Linked DNA regions of Gossypium hirsutum: region 1 is linked to region 2. The links are chromatin contacts, called in public Hi-C maps. All regions are on one chromosome and are shown on one strand. The core of a region is the stretch at or near the end of the contact, and the rest is flanking DNA. Distances in the headings are between cores, read along the strand shown. Region 1 holds the start of LOC107949514 (cellular nucleic acid-binding protein). Region 2 holds the start of LOC107950617 (probable inactive ATP-dependent zinc metalloprotease FTSHI 2, chloroplastic).

Region 1 (3,949 bases), core at 936-3,435, 230 kb after region 2:
GATTTGAGATGAGGAAAATGAAAGGCAGAAGAAGCTAAATAAAGTCGACACCATTTACTATTACCAATTTCTCAGTCTAATCTTTCAAAGATAGCCCCTCTTTTCCACGTGAACTGTGGACCTTTAAACCCAAGATCCATGAACCCATTACTATGGACAAAATTATGAAATAATTTGTACCCAGAAAAAAAATAGGACGAGCTCCCCTTTTTTCATTTGGGGACAATACTAAATTGAAGTCCTCCAACAAAACCCACGGCTCAGAAATGGACTGAGCAATAATATTCAAACGATCCCATAAAGTCTTACATTTTTGTTTGTTCGGATAACCATAAACAAAGGTCACTAAAACACTTCTCGATCCCCCTATTTCCTCAAATGACATAGAGTAAATTGTGGATCATTAAGCATAATTTGGATCTGAAAAGTATTTATCCAACAAATGCATAAACCCCCAGCATAACCTTTAGCTTCAATTCTGTGAGAACAATCCAAACCAATTTTAGAAATGATTCTATCAGCCTTCAAACAATTGACTCGAGTTTCAAGAAATGCCTCTACATCAATATAAAATTCAACATAGTAATCTCTAACCACCCTAACAAACTTAGGTGATGCACACCCTTGACAGTTCCATACAAATATATGTGGTAACATCTGAAAAATCATAAAGAGAATGACAAACATTAGTAGACCCACCTTAAACACCTAAGGTAGTCGTTTCATTAGAACCCGGAGGTACCCCTTGAAAGTTATTTTCCTCCGCAATCAAGCCTTCTAAACTGATCCTGTCAATGAATGTTGTTATAGCTTCAGCAACAAAATCATGATCGATTACCTTCACCTTGAGTTTGTTGCCTTTATCCTGAAGATTGTGAGACCCATTCTTAAACGTTTGAGGTCCCTAGAAAGCCCTATATTTCATTTATGTCACAATTTTTCCATGTAAAATTTTTTGTTTTTCAATTTAATCCCTATTTGACAATTTCATAAAAAAACTTCTTAACAAAAGTTGTTTATATAAAAACAACTATCCATTTTATTCCATCAAACATAAAAAAAAATATATTCATTCATGGAAAACTCTAATCCTTTAGCATTTTTACAAATTAGTCGTCAGGCTAGCTAGATTAAGCTACAATGATCCCAAAAACATAGAAATCATTAAAAACGGGACAAAAATCACTTACAATCAAGCAATGAGAAGTTGCCAAAATTAAAAGCTCAATAATGGCTTCCCAAACCCTAAGATTCAGTTGAAGATCAAGAAGAAAAGATGATAGCTTTGTCTTTTGTTTTATTTAATTATAACGTTATTTAATAATTACCAAAATAACCTTAAGAATTAATCAAAATTTCCATAACGCCAAACCATATTCATCCAATAACACCATTTATGGTCTAATTACCATATAAGGACTCAAAATTTAAAGTTCTATAGTCATTTAATACTTTTAGCTACTAAAACTGAACTTTTGCACTTTACGCGATTTAGTCCTTTTTATCAAATTAAGCATGTAAGCGGTAAAATTTCTTAATAAAATTTTTATACGGTACGACTATCATGCTGTAGAAAATAAAATAATAATAAAATAATTATTTTAATATCAAATTTGTGGTCCCAAAACTACTGTTCTGATTTCACTGAAAACGGGCTGTTGTAGAGTATCTGTACTCCATTCTTAGTGATAAGTGTTGTGAGTGATAAGCCTTTATGAAATTTTATTAATGTATGGGTATATACCAAATTAGTTAAATATATGTTACAAGCTTAAAGTGATATCATACTCTATGTTAGTATGTAAGTAAATTGTGTGCATTGCATGATGATAACAGTGGGGCACTATGGGAAAATCATGAATAGGTTAGACAGAATTAGGATTGGGAGTAAGGGTGTTTCTGTTAGATACCGCCATACAATATTGTTGAGTGCAAACCATGATGTGCGAAGCTCCGGGCCATGTTGAAGGGATATTATGGTGTTCGAGCATAAATGTTAGGGATGATGAAATGGAGGAATGGATGGAATGCAATGGAAAAAGTAAATAAAAATATCATGGCCAGGTCATGGATCCGATCGAAGGCTATACACCTAAAATGAGTAAGACCATACCTAAAAATTTGTATGACATCATGTGTTGGCTCAATGATAAACAAGAGTAAGACCATTGATGAAAGACGTTATGGAATCATATGAAAGCATGCCAAAATGATAATTAGGGCTAATACCATAGCTGAAAGACGCTATGGCATCCTTGTGTAGTCCACCGGCACAATAAACATGAGGTAGTCTGTCAGGACAGTAAACACGGGGTGAAAGGGAGGTAAAATCATAGCTTGGCCATGGAAATCAATAGAGTCTGCTGGGACATTCAACTTACGGTATATTTGGTTGGGGGGAATCGGTATGCATTCTCCAATTCTCCGAGCCCACTACCAAACGGATGTTTGGTTGGGTGTAATGCTATTACACCCCGATTCCGTTTTGCATTTATTACTGATGTTGGCTGTAATAGCCATTCTGATGTTTAAGCGTGGATTAGGGATTCCCCCAATTCGTTACCATCTTTTCTGTTTTCTGCCCTCATCCTCTCCGACGTTTCGTAAGGTAATTTTTTCCCTTCCATCGATTTCTGCTTCTTTTATTCTCGTACGTTTCTTTTCTTCTCACACTTTTTTCTTTTCTCCATTTTGTCAAAGAAGATGACAACATTGAAAGCCAAAGGGAGGGCGAGAGCAGTGGAAATAGAAAGGAAAAATGAGCTTAAAACATCACCATAACTCCAACTCCGCAGCATCTGCTCAATCTCTCTCTTTTGATGACATTGCTGACTTCTTCTCTCTTCCCCTTGACGACGCCGCTTCCACTCTTGGTATTTTATTTCTAAGCATTTTATTGGACAATTCAGTTACTTTGGTGTTTTTTAATTTATGATTTCTATATTCAATCTTCATCCCTCAGGCATTTGCACCTCTAATCTCAAGAAAATCTGCCGTGAAAATGGTCTCGACAGATGGCCTCACCGCAGGGTAACCTTCCTACCCCTTTCTTTGCTCCATCCTTTTGCGTCCCTTGTCTTTCATCCCATGTCTCAAATTCCCATCGAATCGTTAGATATTGTCATCTTCTTTGATGGGTGATTTAGATTTTTAGTATACAACAAGAAATTTCTATTCTTTATACCTGCTTTACACTCTCTACAGTTAAAAAAGCATGATTTTTTCTTCATTCTATTTTCCCCGGTTGTTTGGGAAATCTTTTAATTTTTTATTTTTGAAATTGATATTCTGTTTCAATTTGTGTGATTTTTAAATTTGAGGTTTAGTTTTTAGCTGGAAAAAGCGTCGAAGAAATCAAGAGGCATGCAGCTAGAGAAAGAAGAAGGGAAATCGCTGAGCTTCCAAAGGCTCATCGGCAGAGGTATAACCCCAAAAGAGTTGTTCGATTTGATTGTCTTTGGGATAACTTGGACGTATTTATGTTAGTTGGGGTTCAAGTTGGTGTTTTTTGTGTGAGATAGTAACCTGTTTGTGTTGTGCTTTTTATGAATTTTGTAAACAAATAATTCACAATAAGTAGTGCTAGCATGCTTTAGAGTTTTTGTTTCTATCAGTCAATTATGTAGAAGGGAGAATTCTTTAGTTAAATACTAACAAAAGCTATTGAAAATAATGCTAAATAAACCTGTCGATGCCTTTTGTATATCTTGTCATAGGAAAAGAAGTATATCACGATTATGTTCCTTGGACTAGGGTGAGGGTCTGATGTATGTTTATAACACTGTTATGTTCAATTTTTTAAAGTTTTTCTATGTATTGAAGGGTTCTTGGAGGGTCATATTCTTGTACCTTCGCTTGGATATGTGTCGGCTACTAGTGTTAGACATGAGTATTTCAAGAAAAATCAAGAGTGGGAGCAACATGGCCATAGCCAGCTAGAAGGTTAAGG
Region 2 (3,891 bases), core at 367-2,866:
TATTCAGGTTTAGAATTTTTGACCTGGTATTCTTACTCCTCTTCTTCGGTACATCTCCCCATGTGTGAAAAACTTAACTATTTCCTCAAGCTCAAGCCGGATTTTGCCAAGACCTGCAACGTCTGAGAACTTGACATCCACTCCTCTCTCCAAATACTGTGGCAGTCTCTTATTTTGTGCCCTCCGCACACGTGCTCCTGACTTCATGAATTGCATAGCCATTTTCAAATAAGGATTCTGCTCACCTCCCCCTTGCTCAGCCTCATCATCCTCCCCCTCAATTCCTTCCATTTCCCTCTCCAACTCCCTCATCTTTTTTCTCTCTTCTGCCTCTGCCTTCTCAATCTTCAACCTATCCTCGTAATCCTTCTTCTGCTTTCTGTAACTAAGCACCACTGTCCTATAAAATATCACAAAGAACACCAATCCAAGCGCAGTTGCAACATTTGAATCCTGAGCTAAACTGGCCCACATATTTGCCATACTTTGATAATTCCTTCTAGCATCACGCAATGACTCCTCATACTTCCTCTTCCTAATCTCTCGCTTCTTTCTCCTCTCATCCTCCTTCTTCTGCGCCTTCATCATCTTTTCAATCATCTCTCTCTCTTCCCTCATTCTCGCCAACTCCTCCTTTTTTTGCCTCTTAAACTCCTCTCTTTGTCTCCTAATTTCCAGCGCCCTTTTGGACTCCTTCTTCGGCTTAAACCACGACAACATAAATGCAGGCACCCTCCATAAAAATCCCAAATAAGGAGAAGGCACCTCAGGCCTCTTAATTGGAGGTGTATATGCATTAACACAGAAAGATTCAATCTTTAACTCATCCCATGAATCCCAAAACTTCCTATCACTATCTATTGAAGGCAAAACAGTTCTTAACACCCTAGAATCTTCTAAAACTACTAAAACTGGCTCTGCCCTTTGCTTCAAACTAGCACTAGGCGGCTTAATTAAATGTTTAAGCTTTCCCTCATGTTTCAAACTGAGAATTTCAGTATATGGAATCCGGTTGGTTACAATAGGGAGATTTTTCGACCATTGTTTTATCTGCTCAGGGGTCAAAGCTTCTTGGGTTTTTTTCTGAGTTTTTTTCCTATCAGATACTTTAACTGCAGCAAGAGAACTTTGTTGTGGAAATGAAGTAGAGATTATAGTAAGAGTAATGGGTAAAGCAACAAAATTGAAATGGGTTTTCTTGGCTTTATCATCATCATCGGAACTATTGCTCTTAGAGCTATAAATTTGACAAGAAATTGAAGGGTAAGAGCTGAAGAAAAATGGGTTTTGAAGTTTGGGTTTTAAAGATGGAAGCTTTGGGTACAATGAAGAACCAAAAGAGAAATGATAAGCCATGAAAAAATAATGAAGAAAAAAAAAGTGAAGAGAATTATGAGTGAAAATGAACAGAAAAGAATTTCACTATGTTAAGAGATCGAAAGAGATAGACTTACGTAGTGAAACGAAACTGAGACATTGTAGTTAAGGTTATTGAACATTCGATTTAGTCGAATACGAAGCCTAAGACAAAGCATTTTACTCTTTTCTTCCTTCTCTTCATAACCTCTCTCGGATAAAAAACTGCGTCTCCGACCAACAAGAATATTCAACCTTAGTGTTAAACGACGCCGGTTAACATCTTTAACAAACCTGCATTAATCTTTTGGGTAAAGTACAAGAATAATCACCTAACTATGCACTTCATTTTATTTTGGTCACCCAACTATTAATTTTTCGATTTAGTCACTCAACTTTTTGAAATTAAATATTTTAGTTACTCTCCTTTTAGTTGTTGTTAGTTGAGGGCTGGAAAGCTAATGTGAGCTTTTTTTTTATTAGTCTAATAACAAATTTAGCCCTTCTAATGTTTACACATTTTATCAATTTGATCCTAAATGAAAAACTACAACAAATTCTATCAAGAAACAATTGGATTCTTTCTCACTCTCAACAATATACACCCTCTAACCCTCTTGTCAACCACCATACGTGATACATCACCATCTTCAACTCACCCTCACCATATTAATTTCCTCTTCTCTCAAACCCAACAAATACTAAAGCTTCCATCATCAAACCATTTTTCCTTCAGCCCAAAACTAGTTAAACAATCACAAACCTCGCAAACTCACCATCTTACCCCTTTGCACGATGCTATCACCATAACCATTTTCCCCTCAACTCTTATGCACCACTCCCACCAACCACCTACTCGAGACCCACCATACACCAAGTCTCAATCACCTCTCTTTTAACCCTGACCCAAAAGCAACCCCAAAATACTTTAAAATCCTAACATACACAACACCCTTAATACTTGATAGTCATAAAAACAACCAATAAACCAGCAACTATTAATATCTTTACTTTAGAGAGGAAAATTTAGCACCATATGCAAAAGAAGAAACGAATCAAAAGATTTAAGAAAAAAAGTGAATCGAAAAAAAAAGAACTCATATTGGCTTGGCTTGGCTTAGTTTGGTTCAAGTGGTTCGCGTTCAACTCTTAGTGATCTCAATAGAAAAAAGTTAATTGTTGACCAAATGAGCAAAAGGAGGCCGAAACAATAGTGGATAAAAAAGACAACTTAAATAGCAGTGCAACTATTGGAGAAGTAGCAAGGATTGGTGGTTGTGGTACAACATTGGACAACAACCAAAGGTTTTGAAAAAAAAAAGAAAGAAAAGAAGAGAGAAAGAAGTAGAGGAAGTCAAAGAGTAAATAGAGAAGAGTGTCAATGGTGCTAGAGGCTAATAAAGGTGAGTTGAATATGGTGATGCGTCGTGTATGGTGGTTGACGAGAGGGTTGATAAGTGTCTTGCCAAGAGTGAGAGAAGGACCAATTGTTTACTGATAGAAGTTGTTGAACTTTTAGATTTAGGATCAACTTGATAGAATGTGTAATCATTAGAAGGCAAAATTTGTTATTAGGCCAATAAAAAGGTCAACATAAGCTTTTTGTCCCATAGCTAATAGCAACTAACGAGAAAGTGACAAAATATTTCATTTCAAAAGATTGAGTGACTAAATAAAAAAATTAATACTTGGGTGACCAAAATAGAACTAAGTGCATAGTTGAGTGTCTATTATTGTAATTTACCCTAATATTTTTGTTTACGACTATATGTATAGTGAAACTAAGGTATCTATGCTATTTGTCAGGTATCTATGCTATTTGTCCCAACAATGTCATTTCAAAGTTTGAATCTAAATTCTCTTTATGAGAGTATAATGAACCTTACTATCAGGGCGGTCTCTCCCCTTGGAATTTTTAGATTTTTTAACTTTATATATAAACTATTATGTATTTTGGATTTGGTGTCCACATTGTATAACATTCGCCCCATTGGCCAAATTGTATTTCATATAATTCGCCTTCTTAATTCATAAGGTTATACTTTATATTAACAAAGTACTTTTCAATTTTTAATTATATAACTTTAATAATAATCGAATATTAATGTATGATGGGTCTTGAAATACTAAACTTAAAGGTCCAATATGTATTTTAAAGTCAAATTCCAAAATTATTGATTTGGCCCATACCCACACATAATAGGTTAGTGGCTTTCTTGTATTTTGATTTGTATATCTTGCTTAGGAATTATCTTCTTCTGGTAAGGTGTTGACATTGCCAAGAGAAAAAGAAAGGAGTTTGATGCTGAGACTGAAAGCATAGAGTAAAAAAATATAAATTATCTTCCTCTTGGCTCTTTATGTAAAAGACTTCTCGGTAAATATTTTTGCATAAATTATTTCTTTATTTATTTGACTTATTTTTTCTTTTTCCTAATATGTTTTTATTTAATATATTATTACAATCTTCAAGTTTTACGATTATATTATGGTCAATAAAAAGATCGAATCCTTTTCAAGAAAAGGGTGTTAAAA

The links. Hi-C and Micro-C count contacts between places; a contact is called where the count stands out from the background.
Region 1: a Hi-C map of hypocotyl shows a contact between it and region 2, with 3 times the contacts expected there. The contact joins the promoter of LOC107949514 here to the promoter of LOC107950617 in region 2. A contact is called at or near these places in 5 of 34 Hi-C or Micro-C datasets (callus, hypocotyl and leaf).

Annotation. Positions count from the first base shown.
Region 1 is chrD03:12,614,232-12,618,180 of Gossypium_hirsutum_v2.1, forward strand. It overlaps LOC107949514 (cellular nucleic acid-binding protein), which reads left to right and starts at 2,186. Exons shown (of 5, transcript XM_016884177.2): 1 at 2,186-2,608; 2 at 2,704-2,873; 3 at 2,963-3,030; 4 at 3,327-3,421. The coding sequence starts at 2,759.
Region 2 is chrD03:12,381,114-12,385,004 of Gossypium_hirsutum_v2.1, forward strand. LOC107950617 (probable inactive ATP-dependent zinc metalloprotease FTSHI 2, chloroplastic) reads right to left here and starts at 1,617. Exons shown (of 11, transcript XM_016885497.2): 1 at 24-1,617. The coding sequence starts at 1,356.